Regions from separate parts of the Triticum aestivum genome. Here regions 2 and 3 are each linked to region 1. Evidence: chromatin contacts called from public Hi-C data. All regions are on one chromosome and are shown on one strand. Each heading gives the region's core, a stretch centred on a gene start, on an enhancer-like site or on the middle of the called end of the contact. The rest is flanking DNA. Distances are from core to core; before and after follow the strand shown.

Evidence for each region. A called contact is a pair of places that touch in the nucleus more often than the background predicts.
Region 2: a Hi-C map of leaf shows a contact between it and region 1, with 8 times the contacts expected there. The contact joins the promoter of LOC123053782 here to the promoter of LOC123053780 in region 1. A contact is called at or near these places in 5 of 5 Hi-C or Micro-C datasets (leaf, root and an unstated tissue) and 1 of 1 datasets of contacts at active chromatin or transcription factors (leaf).
Region 3: a contact with region 1 is called in a Hi-C map of leaf, with 10 times the contacts expected there. The contact joins the promoter of LOC123053785 here to the promoter of LOC123053780 in region 1. A contact is called at or near these places in 2 of 5 Hi-C or Micro-C datasets (both in leaf).

The regions. Positions count from the first base shown.
Region 1 is chr2D:453,323,032-453,326,151 of IWGSC CS RefSeq v2.1, reverse strand. It overlaps LOC123053780 (O-fucosyltransferase 38), which reads left to right and starts at 1,545. Exons shown (of 12, transcript XM_044477330.1): 1 at 1,545-1,771; 2 at 2,418-2,493. The coding sequence starts at 1,601.
Region 2 is chr2D:453,605,511-453,608,239 of IWGSC CS RefSeq v2.1, reverse strand. It overlaps LOC123053782 (S-adenosylmethionine decarboxylase proenzyme), which reads right to left and starts at 1,411. Exons shown (of 2, transcript XM_044477333.1): 1 at 1,268-1,411; 2 at 1-1,172. The coding sequence starts at 986.
Region 3 is chr2D:453,778,520-453,781,448 of IWGSC CS RefSeq v2.1, reverse strand. LOC123053785 (protein CHROMOSOME TRANSMISSION FIDELITY 7) reads left to right here and starts at 1,506. Exons shown (of 6, transcript XM_044477336.1): 1 at 1,506-1,667; 2 at 1,913-2,129; 3 at 2,228-2,320; 4 at 2,549-2,623; 5 at 2,719-2,929. The coding sequence starts at 1,609.

The sequences.
Region 1 (3,120 bases), core at 296-2,795:
GATGAGTTTGCATGCGCATTGTTTCAAGTTGCTTCTCCTTGGGCTCTTCTCTGTAATGGGGACGTCGAAGTTGGCGGCCATGCCGAAGCCCCGCCCCATGTCATGAAGATCTTGTGCGCCAGATAGTAGCCTGCCTACCCCTAGCCGGTTTCTAGATCGGAATTGAGAACAGACGGCGGGGAGTCGATCATTCCAACCATGTGAGAGCTCTGATATGTAGTGAACGAAGGGAATGATGTTGGCGCAACAGCATGGATCGAGTGAAGGTCCCAGGCAGATAACTTGCCGAAGTTGTTGTCTATAAAGTACATGCCTTCGAAAGCGCAGAAGTCTGGCCTCTCGTTGAAGGAGATGGCAAGGATCCGAGCCTCTACCATCTTGGAGGCGAAGTAGAGGGCGTCAAGGGCGAGATCCCAACCTGATGTGAAGCCACCGACCTTGGTTGACAAGGCCATCCCGGTCCACTGAAAGGATCCGCGCGCGCAACCCTACGCGACTACCATAAAGTGGAGATCTACCCGGTTTTGAGGATTGGGGGGCGGGGGTGTTAAAATCATACCAAATTCGAGTTCGGTGGTTATTCGTCAAGCGTGCCGCATTTTGGGGAGCGGTTGTGTCTCGTCTGCAGTGACACACAAGCACGTATTAATGGGCTGAGCCATAATCATGTAGGCACACATACACCCGTTTTTGTTGGTTTTATTTTTTTTTCATATTTAAAAAAATTAAATACATATATTCCAAAAAACTTAATGTACATAATTTTGTAGAAAACACCGTGAATTGGAAAATTGCTAATGCAGTGTAATATTTTTGTTAGTGTAATTTTTATAAAATGTTGATACCAGTCAAAATAATTTCTCTGACATTAAAAAAATGTTCATGCATCTCGAAAAACCATACATGATTTTTTTAAAATATTTTATAGAATGTAAAACATATTTTTCTTACCGTTCAAAAGAAATGTAAGTTTTACTTTAAAATATTCACACATTTTAAAAAATATGTTTGTGACTTTTAAGAAATTTTTTATTTATTTTTGACGTATCATTCCAAAAAAAAAATTCAGCGTGTGTTGGAAAATTGTTTAACACGTATTCCAAAAATGTTCAAAAACATGTATTTAATTTTTTAAACATGGATAAAAATATTTATATGAATATTTAAAATTTATAATATGTGTGGAAAAAATGACTTCATAATTAATACTTTAAAAAATTTGATCATGTATTTTAAAAAGGTAAACGTGTATAAAAAATGTTTCTGACGTATACGAGAAATGTACAATGTGTACAGAATAATTGGACATGTTTTGAAATGCAAGTAAAAATAAAAAACGGAAGAAAACCGGTGAAAGATACAAAGAAAACCAAAAAATGCGAAGAAAAAGTAAAAATGAGAACGAAAATAATAACAATAACCGTACAAAACCGAAAGAGAAAAAGAAAAAAACTCGCCCAGTGGGAGCTACAGTATTGGGCCGTTCCACTAGCCTTGCGCAGGAGGCGAGCCGGAGCCGCCGCGGGGGCTTGTGGGCTCTCTCTCCCTCTCTCCCAAAGCCGTGGGCTCTCTTTCCCTCTCTCCCCCAAAGCCCCCGGCCATGGCGAGCCGCCGCGGAGCGCCTCCGCTGCCCCTCAGGCTCCGGCGGCTCCTCCGGTCGCCGATCTCCCGCTGCGCTTGCTTCATAGTCGCATTAACGGTGCTCCTTGTCGTCCTCTCACTTCGCCAGATCGCCCGCGTCGACCTGCCCCGCTCGGACCTGCCCCACCAGGCCCGTTTCCTGATGCTTCCCCTTCACCTTTGTGTCTGTTAGTACTGTTTTTCCCCGCACTAGTTTGTGCGTTAGGCTTCGGTTTTCGATGCGATGCAGGTCTTGTTTGCACAAATTTCTCTAGGCATGTGCCCCCGCTGGTAATTTCATCTCATTTCTTGTGATGCGCCATGCCTTTTATGCAAAGTAGACCAGGATGAAAGTGTTCAATTATTCTTCCTATTGTTGAAACTAAAGGTTGGTGCAGTTGCTAGACAAACCATCTCGACATCCTGTGAGTGTTGAGCCAGCGAAACTTGAGGATGGTGTATGATTTAATTGTCATACAGTTAGATGCCTGTTTATTTTTTACCCCTTTTTAGTGAAAAGCTCAAATGCCTGGTGTGAAGTGTATTTCTGATGACTTTGAATACGTTGTTAAGAAACATAGTGCTACGTAATGCTCAGTATCCCCTTATAAATTTCTATTTCTTGGATGTTACTTGTATAACAACTTACCATACATATGCATTTGAAAATGAGAAGACCTAACTTCTTATAGAAATCCAAAATTACTTCATGTGCTGGCTAGCCATTTTCTTTAGATGAAACTAATATTGACTCAGTGTATTCATGGTACTGAACTGGAGTTTTAACTGATGTTCAGGTGCCGAATGAGCAGCTGTGGGTTTCTAATGGCTACGGTTATCATGCTTGTGTCACACCAACCCACAGATATATTGGTATTTTTTTTCTTATGCAGCATTTTTTTAAAACATACCGTGATTCCTACTCTGTTTACTAAGTTGAGTTGCTCTAATTGTTTGTAAATTGGTAAGTGTTTGTTGCTGGCGGTATGAAGTTGGAATTTGGTAGAAACTACCATCGTCAGCCACGCTTGGTGGTTTTTTTTTGTCTACTAATGAAAATATTACTAGACTATTTAGTCTCCAGTAGGTTTAAATGTGTTTTATTTATAAAAGGATGTCTTCTCAACAGCGCTACTGTTTTGTGAATGTCTCTCTTTTCGAGTAACTAGTGTCTAAACGGAGCAATCTAATGTATATAACTACAATGGTGATATGGCTTAATTAGGATTCTGCACTAGGAGTAAACTTTAGAATAAACAGAGATATAGCGCTTTGTTCAGAGATCAGTTTTACATATATACTCTCTATATGCTTTGCGGTCCTAATTTCTCCTTTAGTGTAACTACCTTTGATCTTCTTAATTCTTATATGTAAGTCAAACATCTAGGTGCAGATGTGCAGTATCTTACATTTGATAATAAGAATATGTGCTTTATGTGCAATAGGAGTGATACAACAATTATGGTATAGCTTATTCTTCTAGTCCTTATTTTAGGGTCA
Region 2 (2,729 bases), core at 162-2,661, 280 kb before region 1:
ACGCCCCCGCAGGGGAGCTCCTGCTCCACAACGTTGTTGCAGTCGTATGCCTCAGCTTCGAGCTTCTTGCCCCAGGTGGCGGCGTGGCCACGGCCACCGAAGATGGTGACCGCCACAGAGAACTCTGAAGGGCCAAAGCACCGGAGGACCCTCTTGACGATGTCGCCGTAGGCCAGGGCGGAGGCGTCCATGCCCATGACCTCGTAGCTCGCGTAGCTGAAGCCGTCCTCGGGGGTCACATGGATGGTGGAGACGGCAGATCCGTTGATGGCGTTCATGGAGTAGCCGCAGGGCTCGAAGTCGAAGTCACAGACCTCCATCTCAGGGATAATGTCAGAGATTCCAGAGAGCTTGGTCATCTCCTTGGCACAGGAAACGTGGCCATCAGCTTGAGTCTTGAAGAAGACAGAGGCCTTCTTCTTGTCCAGCCCAGTCATGCACATCTCCAGGGTGACCATGGGCTGCTCAGGTTGCTCGGTGGCATAGTAGATGTGCCACTTCTGGCCAGGCTTCGCTGGGTCTCCGATCACATAAGCATTGCCACCAGACTTCAGGTGGCCGAAGTAGCGGTTCAGGACATCAACCTCCTCAGAGAAGCTCCTGTGGGGAGCAGGCTGTGCGCCGGGGAAGATGAACATCCCACGAGAGTACTTGACGGCAGCAAGCGGCATGCACAGCTCTTCAGCAAGCTCAAGAATCCTAGGAATGGTGAGCAGGAGCATGGTAGTCCCACAGGTCTTGATCACAATCTTCTGAGAATAGATGAACAGGCTGGACTCAGATAGCACATACGAGTCGAAGTCCTTGTTGGAGAGCTCGGACACAATGGTGCACCGTGCAAGATCAAGAACAGAGTCAATCTGGGCCCTAGAGAGGGCGCGCAGGCCACGACCATGAGGGTCGGCAAAGATCGATGCCTCGGAGAAGGTGATCTCGAGGCGCTTCTCGTAGCCCTCGAACCCGATTGCAGAGGTCGGGGCAGCCATTGTTGCAGTTTGAGTCAGAAAGCAGAGCAGAGAGGAACAGAGGGAGTAAGACTAGAGAACTGGTCGATTATCGTGAAGCAGGCCAGAGAGATTGGTGGGAGAAAAGAGTCAGAATAAAATTGCATAAAAATCCTAAACTACGGGAAGGGGATGCCAAAAACGATATCAGGATGGCTTCTTCGCGCACTGCAGGAGATGAAAAAATGTCACATGGTTAGCAACAAATCTGGAGATAAAATGTCTAAACAGAAGTGAGACTCGTGTTTGAGAATTGTCCTTACGTTCGAGTATGCAGCAGAGAACTTCTTGGCGCCTCCAGCAGGTCGAACGTCTTCAATGCTGTAGCCGAGGGGAGCTTCGTACATCAGGGAACTACTACTGCTAGACTTTTTGCCACCCTTTGACTCCATTAGCACATTCACTAACTGCAAAATGATAAGAGGGGTTAGACAACAGATTCTAGCAAAACTTTCATGGATAGATTCTAATAGTCACAGCAGGGACGGAATGCTGTAGAACATAACAGGCCTAGAATCATATTGGAAAATTCAACCACGAACATGTGTGCCGTATGAAACTTTGTGACTCTACGGGAGCAGATGCATATTTTAAAATTAATTTTACACAATTTAATTCAAATAAAATCATCCATGATGCCATAAGCCACGGCAAATTCTTACGCGTTGGATTTTTGACTTGCTAAACATTATAACGGCCAACAGCTTTTCCAGCAAACCAAAACTAACTACGAGCAATCCATCTACAAGGCATAGCTCAACGAATACATCCCAGATCTAGATGCAAACTACTACTACTACCAGAGATCAATTCTCTGGCAGAAACTAGCGCACATAATCATACGGTAAAAGGAAAACAACTACAGCGCATAACAACATGACCTAGAAACAAGAGATCCACAGACTACCGCAGATAGGGAATTATCTGGGTTGGCCGAAGAAACTTACAGGTTCCTGGGAAAAATTGTATGGTAACCCCGATCCCGAGCGCGCCCGCTTGTTCCGATTCCGATCTCAAGAATTCCCCCTCTCCCGACACAGATCTCGAGCACTCCCAACGAGTTCTGCTCTCTCTTTTTTTCTTATCTAGCTGTGGTGGCGGCGGCGAGACGGTGGGGGTGGGAGGAATTCTTGTGCAACGAGTTTGCGTGCGGCTGAGGGAGGAACCCTCGTCCCGGCCCGTTATTTATAGCTCCGCTTAGCGGAGGCGGGCTCCCGTGGCCGCCACGGAAGGACCCGGCCCGCGCGGAGGCCCGTGAGCCGGGTGGACGCGCCGCGGGGCCCGCCCCGGGGTGGGATTCGCGGCTGTGAGCGACCGTCCACGGTGCGCCGGGTCTAGATGGAGTGGCTGGTGGAGGTCGCTCACGTGCTTCTCTGAGGTTCCGACGGTTTCCGCAGCGCGTTGGGATTGACAGCTGGGGACGCGTGGGATTCGCGGCTGTGGTGCCTCCGGCTCACGGTGGACCGGGCGCGGGGAAGCCTCTCGGGGTTGGGGCGCTTCTGTGAGGTTCGGACTGCTTCTGGGGGAGGACAGGTGGGGTCCACCTGTCGGGGCTGCGATCGGGGCACGTTCTGGCTGACTCGGACGTGGGGTAGGCTTTGAAGATTCGGATGCCCAATAATTGCTCGGCGTGGTTTTGAAGTTTCGTGACTAGACGGCATGTGCGACTTGTTTTCCGCTGCGAACAAGCCAGGAATCTGTTTACCATGCCGAATTTTAACTCCT
Region 3 (2,929 bases), core at 257-2,756, 460 kb before region 1:
TCGCATGAAGATTAAATGCATTGTAACCGGTGACCGCATGGAGAAGCAACTTCTAATTGGAGGAAAGAAAACCCATCGCATACATTGGCCGGTGCTCTGTAACGATTTTCTAAAGAGATTAAATTAGGCATTTTTCACGAATGACCCAAAAACAACGAACCTACTCATTGCACCTGGCTTAATAATAATGGACGGAGGTGATAGACACAAGTAAGAGCTAGCTCAATTTACTCACTCAAGGTATATTTTTCTTTTTTCAACAAATGTTCAAAAATTTAAAATGTTTGCGGAAACTCCAAAAAGTTTGAAATTTCTGAAATTATTCGCATTTTTATATATTTTGATAGATTTTAAAAATGTTTGTGATTTCAGAAAATGTTTCTGTTTCAAATTTTGTTGAATCATTAAAAAAAGTCCATATTTTCCAAATTTGTTCGCAAATTCAAAAACATTTCAGGGGATTTCATAAAAAATTTGGGTTCTGAAAAATTGTTCACAATTTCAAAATATTTTCACTTATTTAGGAAACAAAATTCTGTTTTCAAATTTTGCTCATAAATTAAAAAAAATCGTGTTTTCATAACTTGTTCGTAAATTCTTAGGGGAATTTAACAAAATTTTCGCATTTTAAAAAATGTTCATAATTTCAGAAAATGTTCCCCTTTTCAATTATGTTCCTGTTTTTCAATAAATGTTTGCATTTTAAAATAGTTTTTATTCATAGTTTCAAGAAATGTTCAAGTCTCTGAAAATTTGTTAACGTATTTTGGAAATGTTTGTTTTTCAGAACTATTTACTCTTTTTGAAATAAAATCACATTTGAATTTCAAAAAAGTTTACATCTTTCAATGCATATAGTTTATATAAGCGGAGCTGCAATTTTTAGACATCAAATTGAAGAACTACACTGCTTTAGGGGCGTGGTTAACTCGCGCTAGGTGTTGTGTTCGATTGCACTTTAGACATAGACTTTTGCTAGTTGTTTTTATGTTTCGCCACTGCCGGTTGTTTCTTTTAATTAAAGGTCACGCAGCAATTTTAGTACTGAAACATATATGGCCGCACTGGTTAGCAGCGCGGGGTTACATGCTGCCGGTTGCAGGTTCGATTCCCACCCGAGCCGTCTTTTTATAGGACGAAAAACTCAGCGCGAGGCCAGATTATTTTTGGACGAACGAAAATCATTGGTACCATGACGGACGAAAATATATCTGGTCCCACCGCAAACGAAAAAAAGTGGAGAAACAATCCTTCCTTTAATATTACATAAAGATAAAATAAAAATTATTTTAAGAAAAAATCGGCGTATTATTTCTGTAAATTAATAAAATAAATAAATGTACTATTAAAAAAAAGCCTTTCGCGGTTGTTTTGGCGCCCGAATCCCACATCTTCATCTTAGAAACCCGCGCGACGGCCTTCCCATTCCCTGCCCGTCCGATCTCCTCCCCTCGCGGCGTCATCCTCTCATCAGCACCGTCCATTTGCCCGCTTGCCCCCCGGTCAGTCCCCCCCAATCGCTGCTCCCCGTCTTCCTCGTCTCCGCCGGCCGCCGTCGCCTCCCCCACCCACCCACACACACACACACCCCCCCGAGAGCGCGAGAAGATGCAGCCCAAGATCAACACGTTCTTCAAGCGCCAGGCCACGGGGCCGGATTCGAACAGGTTCTTCTTCTCCTTCCCCGCTTGAAGTCGACCACCGCTCGTACCACAAATCTCGCCGGTTCGGAGCCTAGCCTTACAATTGATGCAGAATTACCCCCCGACGCGAAATTTTGACCTGTGTTCGTTCTCATTTCCTTCCAAGTGGAGGGGTGTTTGATGCTTCCAAAATCTTGGAAGTATTCTACACCGAATTGGTGCCTTCCAGATTCACCTTTGGACTGATCCGTGTCGATTGTTTTGGGCAGCGAAGCGACGGAGGCGAAGAGGCTCAAGAGCTGCGGCGACGGCAAGGTCCTCAACAAGAAGAGGAACTACGGGCAGTTCCACCTGGAGCTGGGGCAGCCTGATTTCCTCCTCCACATGTGCGCGGCCTGCGGCATGATGTATGCCCGCGGCAACGACGAGGACGAGAAGGTCCACAGGGCCTACCACAAGAGCTACCTCGAGGGCGTCCCGTTCAAGGTTCATTAGGCCCCGCTTGTTCTTTTGTGAATTGCAGTGACATTGCCCTTGGTTCCTGTGTTTCTATGGTTGGAGAGTTTCTGATCGACGAGTTGCAGGGTTGGCGCGAGGAAACCGTGGTTATGAGGTCCGAGGGTGGTGACCGGATAATTCTAGCAAGCGGTGAAAACTCATGCATACGGAACAGCAAGGTAATTTTTGCCAAACTCACTTTGTCATGTCAGATCCATGACTTTCTGAAGAAGTGCAGACTGTAAGTTAACTGGTAGCTGTAATCTGTGTGTATGCGTCTGTGCTTACTGCTGAAAGCCTGAACCACTTCACAATCAATCCACATTTTGACATTAGAAACGCAGATGCAAATTGCACAGATTTTGAGATTTAGGATGCAACCATTTAATATCATGTACATATTTCAGGTTCAGGAGGTGATCAAAGTGGTGGAGAAGGAGCTGGGGTTTGGTGAAGGCCAGCTCCTTCATAAGCTCTGCAAGGTAAGTTACAGTCGTAATTCCTGTGTATATAAGATATAACCGCATAAATGCAATATGTTTTGTGTTACTGAAAAAAGAACATCTCTGTTGCATAGGTGTATCTGTTTGTATCTGGCGGGAGGATAGCGGGGTGTCTAGTTGCCGAACCGATAAAAGCAGCACACGAAGTTATTCCAAGCTCTGCATCGGAAAACCGAAGCAATTTGCCGGACAATAAAACTGAATCAGCACAGGCAAAGCATACATTGGAGTTTGGGAAAATAAGCTTCAAGAGGGAAGTCCTACGACGGCATAATCACCCCGACA